Linked DNA regions of Mus musculus: regions 1, 3, 4, 5 and 6 are each linked to region 2. The links are chromatin contacts, called in public Hi-C, HiChIP or PLAC-seq and promoter capture Hi-C maps. All regions are on one chromosome and are shown on one strand. Each heading gives the region's core, a stretch centred on a gene start, on an enhancer-like site or on the middle of the called end of the contact. The rest is flanking DNA. Distances are from core to core; before and after follow the strand shown. Region 1 holds the start of Srpk2 (serine/arginine-rich protein specific kinase 2). Region 2 holds the start of Klhl7 (kelch-like 7). Region 3 holds the start of Smarcd3 (SWI/SNF related, matrix associated, actin dependent regulator of chromatin, subfamily d, member 3). Region 4 holds the start of Slc4a2 (solute carrier family 4 (anion exchanger), member 2). Region 5 holds the start of Gbx1 (gastrulation brain homeobox 1). Region 6 holds the start of Abcf2 (ATP-binding cassette, sub-family F (GCN20), member 2).

Region 1 (3,474 bases), core at 853-3,352, 420 kb after region 2:
CTTTTAATGTTTCCAATATGCAAGAGTTCCGGAATGCTCAATAATCTGTGTTTTTTTTTTTTTTTTCTGTTTTCTTTTTCTGGTATCTGGGAAGTGAACCTGGGTAGGGTCCATGACTTCATTCTGGTAAACATTCTACCTCTTAAGTTTTATTTATTTATTTATTTATTTATTTATTTATTTATTTATTTATTTATTTAGATTTTTCGAGACAGGGTTTCTCTGTGTAGCCCTGGCAGTCCTGGAACTCACTCTGTAGACCAGGCTGGCCTCAAACTCAGAAATCTGCCTGCCTCTTCCTCCCAAGTGCTGGGATTAAAGGCTTGCATCACCACGCCTGGCTACACTGACATCTTGATGTCACACACCATCTATGCATCTATACATCGCACTTAAGTTACTAACCTTACTGTAGTACTAGGCAAACAAAATTAAAACTGATGCACATTCTGCAAAATAGAACTAGATTCTTCAAAATAGTCACTGTTAGTGGTGCATGCCTGTCTTCCATGCACTTGAGAAGCTAAGTAAGGCAAGAGGCCTGCAACGCAGGTGTACTTAGACTGGCTACATTGTAAATTCAAGGCCTGCCTTGGAACTCAGGGAAAGTATCAGAAAAAAAAAAAAAAAGTCCCAACCCAGGGATTATTCTAAACACACTTAAAAACACATGGGCACTAACAGTAACGGATGACCTTGGGTTGGAAAAAAAATGTCGCCAAACATATTTTATTGGATTTTCTTAGAGTGATAACGTTCTGATTATGTAGAAAAAAAAAATCTTTGCTTTTAGTAGATATGTATTGAAATCTTTTGGGGTGGAGGGTAACAGTCTGCAAACTACTGAATGACTCAGCAAAATACACCATATGCATACACACACACACACACACACACACACACACACACAGAGCAACTGTGGAGAAACGTTTAAAAAAAACCTAGTGAATGTGGGTTAATAGTGCCGATTACTGCATTTTTCTTGTATGTTTCAGATTTTTTGAAAAAAAAAATGGAGAAAGTAAAATCTTTTCAAACTTGGAGCGGCCTTTCCTGTTTGTTGGGACATCTTTAGAGTAAGACTCAGTGATACAGTTGTAACTCAACGATACAATTGTAACCAATGAAGGACTGAGTGTTCAGGACCAGTATCTTTAAGATACTGTAATTGTTCAAAGAGACAAGAGAACACTGAAGTGGTAACTACGTGTCAGTCAGCGTGATTTGCATCTTAGATAGCCTTGGAAGGTAGAAAGAGAAACCAGGTAGCCTGGGAAGGCAGAAAGAGAAACCAGCCAGGCCTGAATAGAAATACAGGCTGGTAGAACTGTTTGACCTATTTAGGGTTTAGTTTCCCCATTATAGGAGGAAGAAAAAAAAAATCACTTTTTGGCATGATTGCTGTTTTAGGCTCTTATCTCATGGTATTTAGAAAATTAGGCTTTCTGTGACAAACTTTCCATTTAAGCTGTGTGCATCTTTCCTTCGTTAAACTCACGCAGCCTAATGGAGTAGGAAAAGAGAGGAAAATCACTTCTCCAAGGTCACACAGACACTCAAGGACCCAGGTTCCTCAGCTCTTGGTCTTGTGCCCTTTCCACGCCCGCCGGAGAGGAGGAAGCGGCGCTCATAGGGATGCAAGGATGTAGAGATGCAAAGGGATAGAGGAGGCCGCCTGAGAGAGGTGGCGAGAGACCCGCCAAGGCGCTGGCCAAGGAAGAGCGCATGGAGAGGCGTGCGGCACGACCAGCCGGGGTGCGGAGCGGTGGCTGGGAGGAAGGGTCGGCGGCTGGGCCTAGTGCCCGGGAACGGGTGGCCTGCGGCGGCCGTAAAAGCAAGGAGGTGGAGGCCGTGGGCGCGGGAGGCCGTGGGCGAGGGGGCCGTGGGCGCGGGGAACCGTGAGCGCGCAACCGCCCTTCAGCACAGGTGGGCCGCCGAGCGAGTGATAAGGGCGCGGCCGGGGTCCGGACCCCCGTGCTCCAGAGCTGCGGAGGGGGGCGCGGAGGGGGCGGGGCTGCGGGGCGGGGCCGCGGGGGCGGGTCTCATTGGCCCCCGCGGGAGAGGCCGCGGCGGCGCAGGCGCGGTTCCCGCCTCCTCGGCCGGCGAGCGAGTGGAGGCTGCATCCCGGTGCGGCTGACTGTCGCGTCGCCGCCGCCTCCGCCGCGGAGCCCCCCGCCTGGCTGCCCCGAGTCGGAATGAGCTCCAGGAAAGGTGAGCGGCGCGAGCGGCCCCCGCCCCGCCTCGCGGCACGCAGGCGGCCAACCCGACCGTTAATGTGTCTTCTCTCTCCCCAGTGCTGGCCATTCAGGCCCGAAAGCGGAGGCCGAAAAGAGAGAAACATCCGAAAAAGTGAGTCCGCGCGGCGCTTGGTCCCGACCCCGCCCCGCCTCGCTGAATGTTGCTTGCGGCCGCGCAGGCAGAGCTTCCCGGTCCCCGGGCCGCGGGCGGTGGGTCTCCCGGGACGCGGCGCCGGCTCTACGTGCCCCGGCGGGGGAGGGGTGGGGGGAGGGGCGCGCGGCCGCGGGTTCCGGAGCCGCGACCTGGCCCGTCAGCCTGCGAGCCGCCCGGGCTCTGCACTCGACCCCGCGCCCCGTGCCCCGTGCCCCGCGTCCCCGATCCTCATCCCGCGCCCCGGATCGGCGTCCCTGATCCGTATCCTGAGCCCCTTATCCACATCCCTGATCCGCACCCCAGTGCCTGTACCGCACGGGTCGGATAGTGGGCACGGGAGGGAGGCGGCGGCGCGGCTGACACCTGGGCTGCGGGAGCCAGTGCGCTGCCGCCTCTGCCACCTCCCGGTCCCGCCTGGGCCAGCCAGCTGAAAACCCGAGCTGCTTGTCAAGTGGTTTGGCTCCGGGCGTTGTTCCTGGCGTGAGTTCAGCTCCGGGACCGGTGCGTTTCGGCGCTCGGGTTTTTCATTCGAAACTTTCTGCTCGGGTCGAGCGTTACTTGCGTGCTGCGGCTGCGCCCAGGTCGCTTGCTGCAGTGGGCTGTGGGTGTGTGCGCGGGCGGGTCCCGCGTGGTGCTCCGGACTGGATCCACCGACTATGATATTTCAAATGTGCCAGCGCCAGCCACCTCCAGCCTGGACCTGCAGCCCAGTTGGGCAGCTGCTGTCGGAGAAGCCTTTCCCCGAGAGCTGGGTTTTCCTAGGCGTCAGAGCGCCGCCGCGTGTTTCTCTTTCCTCTCTCTCTGGGTTTGCTGGACCAGCTATCAACATCTTTGCTCACATTGTTTGCTTCGCTGTTCCTTTTGCGCAAGAAATTTGTGTGGTGTCTTTGGTACTATAGAGAAAGACAGAATTCGCCTTTAATAAAATTACGAAATATTTGTCTATCTTTATTTTGCAAGGGGTGGGATAACCCTCTGCTCTCTTAGGTGGTGGTTATAATTTGTATTGGCCCAGCAGGGATTTCCCACACATTTGGTGACATCTAGGAAAACTGGCAGGATTGTCTTCATTCAAAATTGAAT
Region 2 (3,379 bases), core at 770-3,269:
GTTCCGCCTTTAATCCAAGCACTTGAGAGGCAGAAGCTATACAGAGAAACCCTGTCTTGAAAAAACCAAAAAAAAAAAAAAAAAAAGGGGTCCGTGTTCCAGCCCCAGCAAGCATCAGAACTTGGCAATAAAACCATAAAACAAAGAAAAATACATGAATCCATTAAGGTGATTAAAATGCTCTAGGAGTCTATAATAGCTCAACAAAAATAAACTATGTGAATCAGTACAAAATGGTACTATGCATCTTTGTTAAATGCAGGAATCCTCCAAGTTGATAAAAATGCTACAGGAGTCTGAAATACACCATAAAACAGATTAAATTAGCCACAGTAGAAGGGTCAGATCCCTGAGTGCTCACCAAATATCCATATTCTTCTTTGTATTCAATAGCATAACCTTGATTTTTCAGTAAATCTCATAACTGTATTTCTATTTTAACAAAAAAGATGTCACAATATTCTAAAGCTAAGTCTAAGAAATATGAATTAATTTTAAAATCAAAGAACTAAATAACATGTTGGTTCAGACCATCTTCTTGTAACACCTGATGGATGCTGTGACTTTGTTGCAGCCTATCTAAGGAATGAGGTAATGCTTTGCAAAGCTCCAGCCCACATCTGCCACAGTTCGGGACAGTAGGAGTATACCAGAATGAGCTTAAACAAATTTAAGCACCAGTGAGTTCGATTTAATTACCACTAGAGGTACACATCAAAGACACTTGCAATCTCAAATCATCAATTCTGTAGATCTCAAAAAGGTTACACAAAAAGAACACAAATATGAAAAGAGATGCATTTTAATAAAGAAGCCAGCCATTCACAGCTATTTCAGCATAAAAACCAGGAAAGATATAGGCATTGAAAACATAGTATCTATCCGCTACAACCAGAGCAGTGTGCCATCTTGTGAACAAAGAGAAGACTGCTGCGACCAGTGTTTGGCCTTAAGAAATCAGGAGTTGGTATCTTCCGAAATAAATCTTAAGATTCTTCTGCTGCCCATACTCACAGCAAAAGCGTCAGAAAGCCGAATTAGGTTTTTTAATCACTCAAGCTTATCTGTAGTGCTTTGTCCTCTTGAAAAACAGATTTCAGAGTCAACAAACTGACAAACATCCCCAGAATCCATAATGTGTTCTCTACCAAGTAAAACTCACGGAACCAAAAACCAACCAAGTGGTGTTCCCCTGCTTACCGGTCTATTGGAGGTTATAATCTAGTTAATTCTATCAAACACCTATCTACCGTCTCCATCGTTAAGCCGTGCCTTTCATAACCCACCTTTCAACCAAATGCTGCGGTTTCTCCAATACACGGCAAAATCAAAGACAGCACAAAGAGATCCTCTTGGTTAACAGTGGCGCCAGAACCCTTAGAAAACTGCTATTTACTGGTGACTGGCGTCGCCCTAAATGACAGGTGATTTATCAACTCGTGCCACTTGGGTGACAGGGCGGCGGGGCGGGAGCCTCCCTCCGAGAGCTCCAGATGACACCGCACGGTAAGGGAAGGCTCCAGGCCTCACGGGGAACTGGATGAGACCGGTTACACAACCGCCCCGGAGGCCCCCCGCCCGCCGCAGGAGTCCCCGTCGAGCGGGCCTCGGAAGCCCCGTGGCGGAGCAGGCCGTCAGCCAAGGCGCCGGCCCCGCCGCCAGCCTCCGCCGGACCCCTGCCCACCGCCCCGCACCGCCCCGCACCGCCCCGCACCACCCCGCACCGCCCCGCACCTGTTTCCTCATGTTGTTCATGACGCCCATGAACCCCGCCAGCAGCTTGGCTTCTTCGCGAGCCGCAAGTTTCTTCTCAGTTTTCTTCTTGCTACTCTTTTCCACGCCGGAGGTGGCCATCCTCTCTTTGCCCTCTGCGGGTTCGCGGCGACAGTTTGCCCGCCACACGCGGCAGTCTGGAGCACGGCTTCGGCGGCGGAGCTCGGAGAACTGCGGGAAAGCCGAAGGAGGACGAGACGAAGCCAACTCGGCCACGGTTGCAAGCGAAGGGAGTCCCAAGCATGCGCACTGGGTCGGGCGGGGGGGGTGCGCTCTAAGGAGGAGGGGGCGGGGCAGTGCGTCACAGCCACGCGACGCCCTAGCAACCGGCTGCGTCGCGCGGTGCGGCGTCCTCAACAGTGGGTACCCTTCGGCCTGATCCAAGCTCGCGTGTGCTTTTCTTCTACCAAAGGCCGACTTCCCAGGTTTAGATTTCGTGATGATCTATTTTGGATAATTGTGTAATAGAACAAACTAAGACGTCTCCCTATGGCGTAAGCTCCCTGAGAACAGGGTCAGTTCTTCACTGCCTTTTCAGACTGGGGCTCATTGTAGGCGCTCAGTAACTATTACAGGAAAATTGCATACTGCAAGGCAAAGGTTATTTAGGATAAGCACAAGAGTTACTTGTTTGAGATTCAGAAAGCAAAACCATTGTCCTGTCGATTTCTCCTCTCCGTGACATGCCTGCCTGTTTAGTAGGCTGTCTTTCTCATTAAAACAGATCTGGTGGGTGATGGTGGTGGTGGAGGCAGAGAGTGGTGGACTACTGAGAGAAACCCTGTCTGGGGAAAAAAACAAAATCAAAAAAACCAAAAAACTAGAGAGCAGGTGTTAGTTCCAGCCAACTTTATTGAGGTTTCCCCGGGCAGTTCTACTGGAATACAGAACTCAGTCCTAGAACTCACAGAAACATGTTCATAATGAGTTTTTTATTTTGCTGTTTAGGAATACACAGGACTGAAGTCGTTATTTCTAGTAATGAACTTTCTACATAGCCTCAGTTTTCTACCTAGATGTATGAAGAACTAGACAGAAGTTTTATGTAAAATGATCTAGACCGCTGTTGATCTAAAACAATAACTGCTTAAAAGAAAATTAAATAAATTATTTTAAGCTGCATAGGGTCAGCAATGGCCTAAAAAGGGATTGAACATATCCTGGACAGTATGTTTCTTTATAAAAGAGATTAGATAAATATATTTATCTGCAGGAGGTGGGGGAAGAAAGTTAATCAAGGCGTTTACCAGATACACTGGTGGGAGCATCAAGTTGGTGGACCACAGCACAGTGAGAAAATCCTTTTGGAAGTTTTAGACGTCATATATATATGATGCCCCCTTTCAACATGTTTTATTTAAGATAACTTTTAAATTAAATATATTCTAATCATATTTTTCCTCTCCCTCAGATCCTTCCAGATCTTCCTGTCCCTGCTCACCCAACTTTTTTTTTTTTTTTTTTAAATATATTTATTTATTTATTATATGTAAATACACTGTAGCTGTCCTCAGACACTCCAGAAGAGGGAGTCAGATCTTGTTTCGGATGGTTGTGAGCCACCATGTGGTTGCTGGGATTTGAACTCCTGACCTTCAGAAGAGCA
Region 3 (3,431 bases), core at 458-2,957, 500 kb before region 2:
GGACAGGCAGAGAGTGCAAGTGGAGGCATTGCAAAATGCCTGAAGAGCCTTAGACCAGGGGATGAGTGGGGTGGGGGGAGTGTTGGAGGTGAGCTGCTGGCCCTAAGCAGGTTATCTTTCCAGCCACCACCGTTACTGTCTGCTGCTGCTGGAGTCTGCCCATCCTGGAATACTGTCCCCCATAGCATCTAAGAAGATGTTTTCTCTAGTCTTTCACGGTGACAGTGGCCACCTGAAAGGACAATGACAGCTAGGCATACTAACAGGACCTGCAGGAAACAAAGATACAGGCCAAATAGACTGGGAGAGCATTCCTCTGCTCCTTATCCTGACCCATGAAGACATTCTGAAGGGCCAAAGGTTAGGGTCCCTCGGTGCAATGGGTCTTGAGGGCTCAAATTGTATGTGTTCCCACAAGTTCCCTCAGGCATTGTCCCTCTCTCAGCGGCAGCCCCAGCTAGCCCATAAACCTGACCCTTGATTGTCCTGAAACCCGCGGACTCCTCCTTCAGAAGGTGGGGACAGGCGTGGCTTGTGGAATGGGCGGAGCTTGGGCTCAACCTAGGGATCTCAGGATTTGTCCCCTCCTTTCTGTTCTTCCTCCCCTCCAGGGATGGCCAGTTCTATCCACACTGTCCCATTTAGGGTTTCCTCGTCTTCCTACCCCACACTCCTGCTTTCTCTTCGGTTCTGGGGCGGACTTCACCAATCCCGAGCTCTCTGGGTCTCCGCGCCAAAGCCATCAAGCCCTGCTTGCCTCACCCTTTCCTCCTACCCACCCAAGTACCCACCCTGGATCCGCGCCATTCCTCACAATGTACTCCTCCTGTTCTCATGAGTCCAGTCCATGTCCCCTTTTCGGAAATATTTCCCCTATTGCCCTCACTTTCTCGCACAGAGACAAACAAAGACTCACAAGCCCAGAAATAGACTCCAACAGAGCTGAAAGACACAGGCCGTGTCCTGCCCCGCACGCACGCGCGCAGGCTCGGCGGCTCTTGTGAAGGGAAGCACACAGACTGGGCGTTTGTCAGTGCACGCACATAAACATCCACACCCACAGCCTCTGCGCCGTGCCACAAAAGGGTGCAGACACACGGTGTGCGAGACAAGGGCACACACATCTGCGGGCGCCCGGGAGCCCGCCTAGCCCGGCACACCCACCGCGCTGGCCCTGGGACAGGAGCAAGGCCTGCTTCGGGCTCGGGTTCCCCCCCAGATTCCTTCCAGCAAATGTTTCCCTACTTGGCCTGCCTGGTCCCAGGGGAAAGGGCCTCAGAAATGCTGCAGGAGCCACTTGGGGGAAAAAAGTTGGAACTGTCTGTTCCCTGCCTGGCCATGTCGGCGAATTCCCTAACCGAGAAACTATTTGTGGCGAGGGCAGAGTGGCTGGCGAGCCCCTTGTCACCTCCCGTGGTGTTCCCTCCCCGAGCCGCCACCGATGGGCCCCGGGCGGCCTGGGCGCAGCGCAGCTGCCCATCGCGCAGCCTCCGGGCAGATCGGCTCGTCTCGCCGCTTCTGTGCGCCGCTTGGACCACGCGGAGTGCACAGGAGGGCCGCTCCGTCCCCGGCGCGTCGCAGGCAGACCCCGGGCCGCCGGACTATTTCTGTCTTATCAGTGCAGGAATGCGGCAGCCGCGGCGGCGGCGGCGGCGGGCGGGCGGCGGCGGCGGCGTGGGCCGTGGGCCGTCAGGGCAGCCCTGAAGGGGCCCCCTCCCCACTCCGCTCGAGTAGAAGTGTGAGAGAGCCCAGCAGGACTCAGAGGGGAGAGTTGGAGGAAAAAAAAGGCAGAAAAGGGAAAGAAAGAGGAAGAGAGAGAGAGAGTGAGAGGAGCCGCTGAGCCCACCCCGATGGCCGCGGACGAAGTTGCCGGAGGGGCGCGCAAAGCCACGAAAAGCAAACTTTTTGAGTTTCTGGTCCATGGGGTGGTGAGTGGGGGAAAGTTAGCGGGGGAGGGTGAGCGAGCTGGCTCGGGCTGAATGGAGGGATGATCGGGAGGGGCCGCCGGCGCGCTCCGGCTCTCCCACCCCTTTGGTTGAGGGGCGCACGGTCACGGCCCAACCCTGGGACCTTGCGGGCGCCCTGGCATCCGAACACGTCGCCAAGCGGTCGGCTGGGGATGGGCGCGCGGCGGCCGGGAAGAGAGGCGTCGGCTTGGGTTCTTCTCAGGGGCAAGGGGTGGGATGTGGGCACCGTGCCTCCCCCAAGAGGGGGGTCCCCTCTGTAACTGACATGTCTCACATTCTTTTACTGGTGGGCTCAGGTGTTACCCCTGCCCTGGGGGTGGGGGTGGGGTGGTGACTCGAACACACAGCTAGGGCAGGGCTGCCTGTTGTCCCTGTTCATCCTTTGGGACAGGGTCACTCCGACTAGGTCTGAGCAGCTAGGAGCAGGTGACCTAAGAGCAAAAGCTCTCTGCTGAACAACCTCTGCATCCTAGCAGGAGGGCCTTGAGGACTTGGCCCTGCTGTCAGAGCTGAGAAGGGTCTACTTGTGAGACCTCAAGTTAAGCAGTCAGAAGATCTCCTTGGCAGGCTCAGCCACCAGAAGTTGATGACCTTAACACCTCAAAGGTGTGAAGGAGGGGCAGGAGTTGGGGACATGAGGCCTAGAAACCAAAGGGATAGTACTATACCGTTCTAACACACACACACACACACACTCACACACTCACGAAGACATGTGAGGAGTCTGAGGGTACCCAGGAACCTATTGAGGTGGAGAGCCTGCTGTGAGGAGCTCTAAGCCTGGGCATATGGAGGGAAGAGTCAGTCATATTTACTATGGCCAAATTTGGTTGTGACTCCAGGAAGCACCATTTCAGTGAGAGGCAAGGGCCCCCAGAATCTGACCCTTATGAGGCTGTTACTGATGGCAGGCTCCTGGGGGCCCCTAGAAGCCTTCTTCTCAGGGCCTCATTAGACCCAACAGTATCAGTGGCCTTGATGAATAGGAGAGTGGCTGATAGGGAAGAGGGCTTCTCTGTGGCAGCCTGTTCTCTAGCCATAGGGATCTCTGGGGTATAAATTCCAAGGCAGCCCTATGGGTTAGTGGAGTTACCAATCCTGACCTAGCTGCTTAAGAGTAGTTGCTTTAAAGACTACCATCCAGTGAAGAGGCTCTGCATATGGAATTGAATGTGGTCAACTTGGTAGTTCGGTTCTTGGATGATTAGAGTCCCCTCTATAGTGATGGAGAATGGCTAGGCTTGAGCTTCCACGCTGGTGACATTGGTGCTGTGAGTGACAGAGTCAGGTGGAATGGGGGAGGCAAGTTCAGGGACAGGCCTGTTTGACTATAGAAGAGATGGGCAGAGACAGCTGCTTGGCTCTGGGTGGAGACCTCAGAGGTAAGCAATGTAAGAGGAGAAAGGAAGCCCAGGGTTAGGGTTAGGGCTTCTTAATCCAGGGGGCAAGATGAGAAGGGTGTGT
Region 4 (3,627 bases), core at 990-3,489, 320 kb before region 2:
CCCACTCCAGGAAGGAAAGGAGCCTCGGCTGTCTGCCACTCCCGAGTCTCCAACTGTACAAGATCCTTCTAGACTGTGCTATTGAAGGGCCTCACAGTGGCCCCTTAGAGGTAGCAAGAACAAAGAGCAAAGTATGTATAGGAAGAGAAGACCAGAGTTGGGACTGCCAAAAAGTGGCTGGCACAAAGACAGCTGAGAGAACAGACAAGAGAAAGGGAAGAGGCACACCGGGAGGCAGGAAGGAGTCAAGGCCCAGCCCTGGAAAGAAAGTAGGAGATGAGGGAGGGAATGATAAGGGACAGAAAGATTGAGAGTGAAGGGCCAGGCAGGAACAGGAACCAGGGCCCCTGGAGGTGAGCCTGAGAGCAGAAAGGGGTGTGGTAGGGAGTGAGACACCCCACAGAGCAAGAGGGGTGTGGAGGCCTGGGCGCTGGCTTCCCAAACAGAAAGGAGGACTAGAAAGAACTTTGGAGAGAACCCAAAAGGGAGAGCAGAGGGCCTGCAAGTACGGAGGGGGTGCTCCCCAAAGGCAGGCAGGCCAGCAGGACTACCACCCTAGACATAAGACAGAAACAGCCTCCCCAGTGCAGAACAGGAACCCAGCTCCACTCACTCAGTAGGAAGAACGGAGAAGCTGGACAGCGAGCTTATAATGGGGGAGGGGCACGTGACATCGTCAAGGGGGTGGGCACAGAAACCCTGAGGGGGCAGTCTCTCTATTCCTTCCCTCCCTAGCCCTGGGCCAGGAAAATCTGAGTGGCAGGACGGCAGGACAGCCCTCCTGACGATGACTGTAGGTTGTGAGCTGTGATGGGGGTAGAGGGAACCCAACCAGTGCAAACTGGGGTGCCCATGCACACTGAGGGCACACCCAATGCTCTCTAAAGGTAACAATGCTAAGCTGCTCAGGTGTGCTGCCGATGTGTGGTTGCCTGATTTATGGCTACCTTGGCAATGAGATGGGGTCAAATAACAGAGGTCTGGGGGGATCAGCCCAGGGTGGGGAGTCTGGGCCACACATTCCTGGCAAGAACTCCAACTCAGCTGACTGCTCTTTCCACCTCCCCCCTAAGCAGGCCTTCAGCCAGGGCCTGTCAGTGTGGGGGAGAGGTGTGAGGGAGGGGACCTGGTCTAGGGGGGTATAGGGAATCTGTGTTCACCACCTGCAGGTGCTCACTCCCACCTCCAGGCTTTGCCCTCAGTGTGTTTCACCACCAAGCCCTCCTCCCTCTACCCATGCCCCCCTCCCTGCTGTCGTAGAATACAAAGCAGCCTCTGTCCAGAGCATCGGTACCGATAATCCTAGTGGGGGCACATTCCCCGGACCAGCCCCGACGGGCCCGAAGGATTAGTGTCTCTCCCCCAGCCCAAGGGATTAGCAGTCCGGACCCCCACTCGAGCATTAACCATTCCCCAAGTGAATTCGTACATTCCACAGCTCTTGGCTGTGGGGCTGGTGGGGGGCGGAGAGAGTTTGATAAAACGGACCCAGATTTGAAGCAGCGCTCCCTCCACACCCAAGCAAGGAGTTCCCTACAGAAGAGAAGGCAGTCCCCTAGGACTCAAACTTCAGGCTTGTCCTTCCCACCCTCACCCAGCTGCTCCCCCTTCTGTCTGACCTCTTGTCCTGACCTGACCCGCCAACCCTTTTCATGGCTCCATCTCTCAATCCCGAGATCCGAGGAGTTGCGGTCCCAGGCAACCCACAAAGTGGCGAGTTTCTGGGGCACAGGGTCGTCTGGAACCCTCACGGGAGTGGGAGAGCGAGCTGAAGGCAGTAGCTCCCTGAGACTACCCGCTCCTGGTGACAGGGGGCGCGGCACCTTGGCTTTAGGTAACTCTTAAGAGGCGGACCACGGAATCTCGCTTCCGACCCGTACTCCCACTCGCCTCCCCATCCTTCTCCCTAAAACCTCGCTCCCTGCGCCCCAGTCCCCGCCCTTTCCTCCAGTTCCACTCCCTCGGCGCCCGAGTCTCCAGTCCCCCCCCCCCCTCCGCGGCCCTCACCCTCCCTCTCCGCCACCTAACTGCTTACCCGCTAGCTCTAGATTTCGTGTCCCGGGGGTCTCCGGGTCTCCCCTGATCCTCCGGAACCCTCGCGCGCTCCCGACGATTTCCCGGTGCCCACCCCGGGGCGCGCCCCCGCCGCTCCCAACTTCTCCCAACTCAACTTTCCCCCGCGCTGCGGGCAGGCCAGCCTCCAGCGTGCGCGCCCCCCGCAGCGCGCCGTGCGCGCCCCCGGCGCGGCTAGCTGAGAGGCGGAAAGCGGACGCTGAGCCTCCGCGGCGGGGGCGCGCTCCCAGGCACAGCCCGACACCGCCGACACCGCCGGCGCGGCCTTCCGGCTGTTCCCCCCCCCCCGCCACCCGCGGCGAAGCTCCGGGCTCGCCTTCTCTTAGCTTTAGTGAGCCACCTCTGTGAGGAAAGAAGCCAGCTTTACGTTGGGGATCGAGGGCGTGGAGTAGGCCAGGAAATTGAGATGCAGGGAGTCGAACTACAGATTTTTTGACGTTAAGGTTCTGCAGAGCCCCCGCCCAAATAACACCACTGAAACACCAAGAAAGCCCCGGTGTCTGCTTGAGAGAACGGGTGGCAGGCGAATGTGGAGTAATGAGTGGGTGGGGTTGGGTGGCCAAGACCCTGAACTGATGGAAAACAAGACAACTTGTTGAAGATTCCTCCCTTTCGCTAGAACTACCTCCGGGCTAAATGGAAACCTATTCATAGCTGACACCTCTATTTGAAAGACCCTTGCGTGTCATCATGTTTTCTCAACTAAGTTATCAATTATTTCAGATAAAGAATACACTTTATGCGTCTTCAGTCTGCCACGTGGGTAAATCACAATATTGTTTATGCAAAAGCACTCAGATTTAAGTGAGTTAATTGACAAACGGTTAGCGCCTACTCTGGTTCCGCGCTGAGGAATGCTGTTTGGGGCCATTTTCGCCCGGTTCACAGCCCTCAAGAATGCAATCATGAGACAATTAGAGAGTAGTGCAAGAAAATCTATAATCAACTCCTTTATAGGATGAGGTAAAGGCTGCTTGCTCCAAGTGTAGCAACTGTCTGTGGTCTTGTCTGTTGAGGGAAGTAACTGACCTGCCAGTCTTCGTGGGCCACACCCTGGCTGACTCCAGTGGGCCTGCTCTGAAGACTGGGATCTGGGGGACACCCAGGCTCCAGTCAGCTGGCCTCGGCATGTCAAAGTGGAGCCGCTGGAGTCCGGTGGGTTTCGAGACGATAAAATGGGCCCAGCAGAAAGAGGGGACTCTGGCGTGTGTCCTTCCACTCAAATCCAGACTCTAACGGGGCACACCTGTCTCGCTGCCCAGCCCTGTGGTCAGCTGGTCCCTGTGAGGTCATCAGCAGTAAGACATCGCTCAGAATCATTCCCCAATCAGTCCTGGGGTCACCAGGTGGCCTAGGAGAGGTGAAAACTAGTGCTGAAGCTGTCAGGAGGTCGCTGGTGACTCAAAACACCCAACCAGGTCAGAGCCGGGCCAACAGCGCTCGGGATCTAGGCCGTCAAACGCAAACTTCAAGCAGAGAGCACCCCACCCCCACCCTCACTGTATTCTGGAACGCGTAGTCCCGGAGAGGCCCTTTTCTGGAAGGCTGTGAGCA
Region 5 (3,515 bases), core at 763-3,262, 430 kb before region 2:
AATTGTAGCTCAAAGTTCCCTCCATAATTCATCAAGTCAATAAGCCTCTATTACATATCCAACACTGTAAAGCCATCAAATCGAGAGCTTGACCTCTCCTTTCTTAAGTACAATACACTTTTGAAGTCTGGTCTTCACCATCAGTACAGGGAAGGCTTGGCTAACTTAACAAAGCTTGCTTAGAAGACTATCTTTAGCCAAAGATGAGCTCTAGTTGTTTATTTGAGCTGCAGTTCCCAGACCTTAGCTAAAGCACCCGAGTTTTCTCTAAGGCGGCATCTCCCCAGCCTGTCTCTGTGTTCATTGGGAGAATGTAGAGTCCAAAGCATATCAGGACTGTGCAGCCTTGACACCATCTTCTTTTCACTTCTCTGATGAATTCAGAAAGCAAGACCTCCCTCCTCTCCTCCCATTCAGAGGGTCTCACTGTGTACCCCAGGGTGGCCTGGTCCCAGGTTCAGACTGGCCTAGAACTCCCTAGGTAGCTGAAGATGACCTTAAATTTCTGATCTTCCTGCTTCTGAATATCAGCAAGAGTTACCACAAAACCAGTTCAAGCCTTATCTTACTTAATCCTGCCTTAGTGCTACCCTGCTGACATCACTGTGACAATAGCTCTGCTCATTAGCTAATAAAATACTTCTGCTTGGGACAAATGTCAGAGACCCAGCAGTCCCTTCAGCCCAGCTCTGTCCTCTTTGGGAGCTCAGTAGGTTTTCCTCTATATCTAAATAGGACCACTCGCACGCCTAAACTACATCCTGTTGAATTTGTCTGGCTTTGCTATTGCTCCTTTAGACTGTGAGGCTCTTCCTGACCGCACCTGAATAGTTCCCTAGTCCAAAGGCTGCACTTTTGCTGGACAGGCTTGCTCTCCATTTGCAACTTTGAGCCTCTCTTCTTGCTTGTCTTGTTCTCACTCTCTGACCTGAGGTGCTTATGCAGCCAAAAGCCAATGACTTTTGCCTCTAGAACGACAAGTCTGTTGCTGGGAATCAGAGGAGGGGGACAGTCAAGGCGGAATGGGGGAGGTGAGCAGAGTCATCTGCAATTAGCAGATAATTAGCGCTGCTGACCCTTGGGGCTCATCAGCGCTCCTAGGGCCAGCCCCCAGCAATCAGCCAGGGCAGGTCGAGAGTGTCAGGCCCGAGAATGAATAGGGCTCATCAGACGCGCTGGAGCCAGGGAGCCAATCAGGGAAATTAATGGGGAGAGAGAGAGAGAGAGAGAGAGAGAGAGAGAGAGAGAGAGAGAGAGAGAGAGAGAGAGAGAGAGAGAGAGAGAGAGCAGGGAATGAGAAAATAGACTGGGATAGAGAATCAAAAAGAGAGGAATAGGAATTTTAAAGGCGGCTAAAAGAGAGGAAAGTGAGAGGAAGAAAAAGAATGGAAAGGGTGGGAGAGAGGTGGATGGGGAAAGGTGAAGGAGGGGGAAGGGTAAGTACTTGGCCCTGTGTGGGCACCCAGGAATTCCCGCATAAGCGAGAAGTTGGAGATGGAGGAGAAATGAGGGAGAGGGAGCGAGAGCCAGAGCTTAGAGAACCGAGTCCCAGGCAGAGAGTGCGAAGGCACTGGGAAGACAGTAGGAAAGCGGTCGCCCACGAGTGGCCCCGGGCGCGCACGGGGCCCTGGGCGGAGAGCGCGCCCCCTGCTGCCCCGCGCCGCATCGGGGCTCCTAGGGATCGCCACTCGGTGCGCCCCGAGTCGCTCCTGGCGTCCTGCGCACCCCCGCCCCGCCCTGCCGCGCTCCTCTCGCCCTTCGAGCCGCGCCGAGCCCGGGCCGCGTGGGCTGAGCCGGGAGCACGTCCGGGCGCGGGGAGAGGACCTAGCCAGCTGCCGCCGCCGCCTCCTCGCCCGCCGCAAACTTTCACAAAGCCGCGGGTCCGGCCTCATCAATCTGCATTAATAATAGTTGGTTGGGCCGCGGGGGGCGGGCGGGGTCCCGGGCCGGCCGGGCCACTGAAAAGGCGCGGGGCGCGGGGCGCGGGAGCCGGGAGCGGCGGCGGGCGGAGGGAGCAAGTGAAGCGTAATTTGAGGAAGATGGATGAGTCCGGAGGGCGACACCCCCAACCCGCCCGCCCGCCCCCTCCCTCCTTATGAGCGAGAGAGCGCGGCGCCGGAGCCACACTGCGCCGAGCCCGCGCCCCGCCGCCACCTCGGCCCGCGCGCCCGCAGCGAGCCCTGCGTGTCCGCGCGGGGCGCACGGCGGGGCCCGGGCAGCGCCATGCAGAGAGCGGCAGGCGGCGGCGCCCCCGGGGGCAGCGGCGGGAGCAGCGGCGGCCCCGGCGCCGCCTTCTCCATCGACTCGCTCATCGGGCCGCCGCCGCCGCGCTCGGGCCACCTGCTCTACACCGGCTACCCCATGTTCATGCCCTACCGGCCGCTCGTGTTGCCGCAGGCGCTGGCCCCCGCGCCGCTGCCCGCCGGCCTGCCGCCGCTCGCCCCGCTCGCCTCGTTCGCCGGCCGCCTGAGCAATACCTTCTGCGCGGGGCTGGGCCAGGCGGTGCCCTCGATGGTGGCGCTGACCACTGCGCTGCCCAGCTTCGCAGAGCCCCCGGACGCCTACTACGGGCCCCCGGAGCTCGCCGCCGCCGCCGCCTCCACCGCCTCGCGAAGCAACCCGGAGCCCGCGGCCCGGCGCACTGACGGAGCGCTGGACGCTGAGGAGCTGCTGCCCGCGCGCGAGAAAGTGACTGAACCTCCGCCGCCCCCGCCTCCGCACTTCTCTGAGACTTTCCCGAGTCTACCGGGTAAGTGCTGGGACCGACACGGGTTTGACCGTCAGGAAGTCCCAGATCCGAGACCGGTCCAAAACTCCCGCCATCTGCTTGGAGCCCTGGAGTGCCGGACTCCAGATCGTACGCGGTGTTCAGTAGTGGACATCTCCAGGTCCCAAAGCCCTGCTCTTGCCCCGGAGCGCCTGAAGTCTCACCGGCAGTACGTTTCTCAAGGCATTATAGTCCACAAACCTCGCCCCATCTCTTTTTCAGAATCCCTTCGTTTTTTCTCCTCTCAAAGGTTGTATTCTTGAGGGCCTCAGCAGGACCCTAGGGTGACAGCATGTTAGGGTAACTGTCAGCTTAGTATGTGGGGACACGGTCTGAATCGACCCCTCAACACTCAACGATGGGAATGGGCTTTCTGGATGCAGGGCCTGGTGAGCCTGTGGCTTCCTTCACCTTAGCAGAGGTCGCTCTCAAAACTGGAGAACCAGGGAGGGTGCTGGACCAGGGCTGGCCAGGACTGGAAATGCTAAAGGCTGGCAGAACTGGGTGTGGCATAAAGACTTGGGAGTTGAGAATCCTGCTAAGATTCAGCTGAGCCATCATTTAAGAGCCCTGAGCTCTCCCCGGGAGGATGCCTTCTCCACAGAAACAGGGTGTAGTAAACGAACCCAATCAGACTCCATTCCCTTGAAGCCCTCTTGTCCTGACCTCAGTATCTACTCTAGAGCGGTTTCCTAGCCTGGAAGAGCCAGGTGTGCCGAGATCAAGGTTTCTGCAATCTGGTGAGTTC
Region 6 (3,362 bases), core at 479-2,978, 480 kb before region 2:
TTTGTAATCTGTGTATGCTCATGTCAATTGTGTGAAATATCAATAGAACTACTCAACTGGTGGAGGTTATTCTAGGAACATGGTCAGTGGTATTTAAATGGCTTAACTCTGAACTCTAAATTCTAGCAGAGGAGAACTGCTTCTACTGTTGGGGGAGAGAGGTGAGATTAGTGTTTTGTGTCTTACAGGGATCTTATTCAGACTCCCTTAGGCTTTCCAGTCATTGCCATCTCTGTTGAATAAATTCCAATGAGGCACTGAGTAATGAAGACAGAGTTTACCATAGAGTAAAATGAGGACACCCTCAAAGGCAGAGGTGGACAATGGACCAAGAAAATGTTTCTCATTGGTGGGAATGGACAATGGTCACATGGGTTTTATACTAGTGCTTCGTTTCTGAAACAGACAACTTCCTTAGCAGCCGCAGTTTCCTGTTTAGGCGATTGGCAGGCCCATTTGGATTTCCTTTTTCTTTTCTTTTTTCTTTTTTTTTTTTTTTAAAGCTGTGTGTGTGTGTGTGTGTTACAAAGCCTCCTTTTACCTTCCTCCCTTTTCTTTCATTTATTTATCTATGTGTATGAGTACACTGTAGCTGTCTTCAGACACACCAGAAGAGGGCATCAGATCTCATTACAGATGGTTGTGAGCCACCATGTGGTTGCTGGGAATTGAACTCAGGATCTCTAGTAGAGCAGTCAGTGCTCTTAACTGCTGAGCCATCTCTTTAGCCCGTTTTCATCTTAAAATTAGTGTGCTGCCAAAGACACAGGGGGCAGGCTCTGAAGCTACTTGTGATGTCCACCCTCAATGATCTTCACGCCTAATTTCTATTTAGCTTGGCAACATGGTGACCTTAGAGGAAAAGGGGGTCACTTTCTGAGAATGCACTCAGGGGCACTAAGTTTGCTTCCTTCTGTGTCATCAGTGATGACACACCAGTGGACAGGACCCTGGACAGGTAGCAAGCAAGGGTCGTAGAGTTGTTTTGTGTATGAGGCTACAGATCTAGTTTATAATGTTCCTAACACTAAGTCTGCTTTAGATTTTAGACAGTGAGACTCAAAGGAAATGAAACAAGTCACAACTAAGTGTCCATAGAGCTAAACTCAGCAAAGTGGTCCTATACTTTAGATTTTTCCACCACATTCGCATGGCTCTGGTGGAACCCAGAAACTCTTGACTAAGATACCAAGGTTCAGCACAGCGTCTGGCACTTTCAAAAAGTTTCGTTAGCGATGGACGAGGCTCTCAATTTCGGTTCCATGAGACGAGGATGCCTTTCTCGAACAGAGTTCTGTTGGCGTGGTCTACAAAGGGTTACCTCACTTTCAGAGCCACCTGCCCAGCAGCAACTCGCTCTTCTTTCCCCTCCACCTTCTAACTCTCTTCTCTCATTGTTTGGTCTCGCACTCTTAGGACGCTGGCCGGGAAGCTTAGTCGCACTTCCTGCTGGTTAAACCAGTAGAGCAGCCTGGTAAATTTATCTGCTAGGGGTGGGGTATCCTTTGGGAGACCAGCCCACCTCTCCGAGGAGCAATCTGGGATTTGCAGTTTTCAGTTCTTCAAACCGGCTTGGTAGGACGGGCCTCTTGGACTCTAATCCTCCCCCAACCAGAATCATCGCGCGTTCTGATGCCGTCACTAGAACGGCGCAACACCTGGGAATCGTGGTAGTTCCGGAGGAGAGTCCCGCCCTAAGTTCTTACGATTTGAGAACTACATTTTCCAGAAGCCCTCGCGGCAGCGCGCCAAGGGCCGCCCGGGGCCGTGATTGGTTGGGGAGCCGGCCGCACGCGGAGGAGCTCAAGGAGCAGCTCTGTTGCGACAGAGGCCGAGCGGCGAGGCCCCGTGAGTTGAGGGGGAAGGGGCGCCGGAGGGGAGGAGAGTGTGGACCCGTGAGCAGGAAGCGGGAGGAGAAGCGGAAGGGAGCTCAGGGTCGGAATGGAAAGGGCCGAAAGGGAAAAGAACTGGCCCAGGCAGAGACGCCGGCGAGCGGGGTGTGGGGGAGGTTAGGGGCAGCGAGCGCAGAGACCCTTAGGGACCCGCTGGGGAGGACTCGTGGTTCCGGGAGAGAAACCGCGCCGCAGTCGGTGGGGTGGATGAGAGGGACGGAAGGGAGGTCCGGGACGAACTCCTGGCGAAGAACCGAAAAGGAGGCGGCTGGCAGAGGTGCGCGAGCGCCAAGTTCGGAAACTGGAGACGAGGGGCAGAGCGGTCCCTCACTAAGGCCCTGGGGGAAGAGCGCATCCGAGTGAAGCCGGCGGTGGGGATTGGCGCGCGAACCCCAAGGGAGGAGATGAGGCTGGAGGAGCGGTCGAGAGAGTGTGAGAAGCCCGGACAAAGTTGGCGGGGACAAGAGTTGGGCACCACAGGCTTGATAGGAAAATTCCAAGGAGGGATGGGATAGCACTCAGACATTCTTACCTGTAAGTTTAGAATTTTGGAGTATCTGTTTGCTTTTCTTCAGACTCCTGAAAGGACTGTAACTACCCCTGTGGCTCATCACCATGCCTTCCGACCTGGCCAAGAAGAAGGCAGCCAAAAAGAAGGAGGCTGCCAAAGCCCGACAGCGACCCAGAAAGGGACATGAAGAAAATGGAGATGCTGTCACAGAACCTCAGGTGGCAGAAGAGAAAATCGAGGAGGCCAATGGCAGAGAGACCACAGGAGATGGAGGTAGGTTGGGTGAGTTTCCTGAGCTGGTTTTCGAAGCCAAGATCAGAATCTGGATGCAGATGCATAGGCCTTTAATTCCAGCATTTGGGAGGCTAAGGTAAAAAGATGAAGGTTTGAGGCCAGGCTGTCCTCACATCCCCATCTTTTTAAACAGAGTAAAGCACCCACAGACACATGTCTTTATATGCCATGAAACTTTTTGGTGACACCCACACCCATAGAGTTAAAACTTGTTACTGATGAAGGAAACTGAATTCAAGTGGCAAACACAGATGGGAGTTTTTGATCTACCTTGGTTGGTGCTGCAGTAGACAATAAAAGGGAAGGCAACTTGTACTATTTCCTGTTTTTCTTCCTACCTATGGTGGTGAGTATACAGGCTCTACCATATGGTGCTGTCTTTTCTGGGGGGGGAGGCAGATGTTTGGAGATAGAAGGGTTTCTCTGTGTAACCCTGGCTGTCCTGGAACTCTGTAGACTAGACTTGCTTGAAATCATAGAGAGATCCACCTGCCCCTGCCTCCTAGCTGCCGGGATTAAAGGTGTGAGCCACCATCCCTGGCTCATATGGTACTCTTAATGTCACAGGGATAGTGATTATACCAATGAGTAATGTGTAACATATTGTTATATATCTTCATGTAATTTTTCTGATAATATATTTATGGTTTTGTTACTTAGGTTTA

What was found. Promoter capture Hi-C pulls out the DNA fragments that hold promoters and counts their contacts. Hi-C and Micro-C count contacts between places; a contact is called where the count stands out from the background. HiChIP or PLAC-seq counts read pairs in DNA pulled down with a chosen protein or histone mark.
Region 1: a contact with region 2 is called in a promoter capture Hi-C map of liver, with 3 times the contacts expected there. The contact joins the promoter of Srpk2 here to the promoter of Klhl7 in region 2. A contact is called at or near these places in 4 of 39 promoter capture datasets (hippocampal neurons, liver and pre-B cells) and 1 of 484 Hi-C or Micro-C datasets (embryonic stem cells).
Region 3: a FOXA1 HiChIP or PLAC-seq map of pancreatic cancer cells shows a contact between it and region 2. The contact joins the promoter of Smarcd3 here to the promoter of Klhl7 in region 2. A contact is called at or near these places in 1 of 15 datasets of contacts at CTCF or cohesin (the NIH/3T3 cell line), 2 of 484 Hi-C or Micro-C datasets (CD4 T cells and embryonic stem cells), 1 of 115 datasets of contacts at active chromatin or transcription factors (pancreatic cancer cells) and 1 of 9 other capture datasets (liver).
Region 4: a Hi-C map of B cells shows a contact between it and region 2, with 6 read pairs. The contact joins the promoter of Slc4a2 here to the promoter of Klhl7 in region 2. A contact is called at or near these places in 1 of 39 promoter capture datasets (erythroid cells), 2 of 484 Hi-C or Micro-C datasets (B cells and CD4 T cells), 2 of 115 datasets of contacts at active chromatin or transcription factors (embryonic stem cells and memory CD8 T cells) and 2 of 9 other capture datasets (liver and pancreatic islet).
Region 5: a contact with region 2 is called in an H3K4me3 HiChIP or PLAC-seq map of stem cell-derived neural progenitor cells, with 4 times the contacts expected there. The contact joins the promoter of Gbx1 here to the promoter of Klhl7 in region 2. A contact is called at or near these places in 2 of 39 promoter capture datasets (liver and neural stem cells) and 1 of 115 datasets of contacts at active chromatin or transcription factors (stem cell-derived neural progenitor cells).
Region 6: a promoter capture Hi-C map of pre-B cells shows a contact between it and region 2. The contact joins the promoter of Abcf2 here to the promoter of Klhl7 in region 2. A contact is called at or near these places in 4 of 39 promoter capture datasets (embryonic stem cells, liver, pre-B cells and 1 more), 1 of 484 Hi-C or Micro-C datasets (CD4 T cells) and 4 of 115 datasets of contacts at active chromatin or transcription factors (effector CD8 T cells, epiblast stem cells, memory CD8 T cells and 1 more).

The regions. Positions count from the first base shown.
Region 1 is chr5:23,674,595-23,678,068 of GRCm38.p6, reverse strand. It overlaps Srpk2 (serine/arginine-rich protein specific kinase 2), which reads left to right and starts at 2,102. Exons shown (of 16, transcript NM_001359173.1): 1 at 2,102-2,211; 2 at 2,295-2,349. The coding sequence starts at 2,196.
Region 2 is chr5:24,099,230-24,102,608 of GRCm38.p6, reverse strand. Klhl7 (kelch-like 7) reads right to left here and starts at 2,019. Exons shown (of 11, transcript NM_026448.3): 1 at 1,735-2,019. The coding sequence starts at 1,854.
Region 3 is chr5:24,600,278-24,603,708 of GRCm38.p6, reverse strand. It overlaps Smarcd3 (SWI/SNF related, matrix associated, actin dependent regulator of chromatin, subfamily d, member 3), which reads left to right and starts at 1,707. Exons shown (of 13, transcript NM_025891.3): 1 at 1,707-1,928. The coding sequence starts at 1,851.
Region 4 is chr5:24,423,844-24,427,470 of GRCm38.p6, reverse strand. It overlaps Slc4a2 (solute carrier family 4 (anion exchanger), member 2), which reads right to left and starts at 2,239. Exons shown (of 23, transcript NM_009207.3): 1 at 2,036-2,239.
Region 5 is chr5:24,525,345-24,528,859 of GRCm38.p6, reverse strand. It overlaps Gbx1 (gastrulation brain homeobox 1), which reads left to right and starts at 2,012. Exons shown (of 2, transcript NM_015739.2): 1 at 2,012-2,749. The coding sequence starts at 2,044.
Region 6 is chr5:24,575,833-24,579,194 of GRCm38.p6, reverse strand. Abcf2 (ATP-binding cassette, sub-family F (GCN20), member 2) reads left to right here and starts at 1,728. Exons shown (of 14, transcript NM_013853.2): 1 at 1,728-1,848; 2 at 2,468-2,676. The coding sequence starts at 2,508.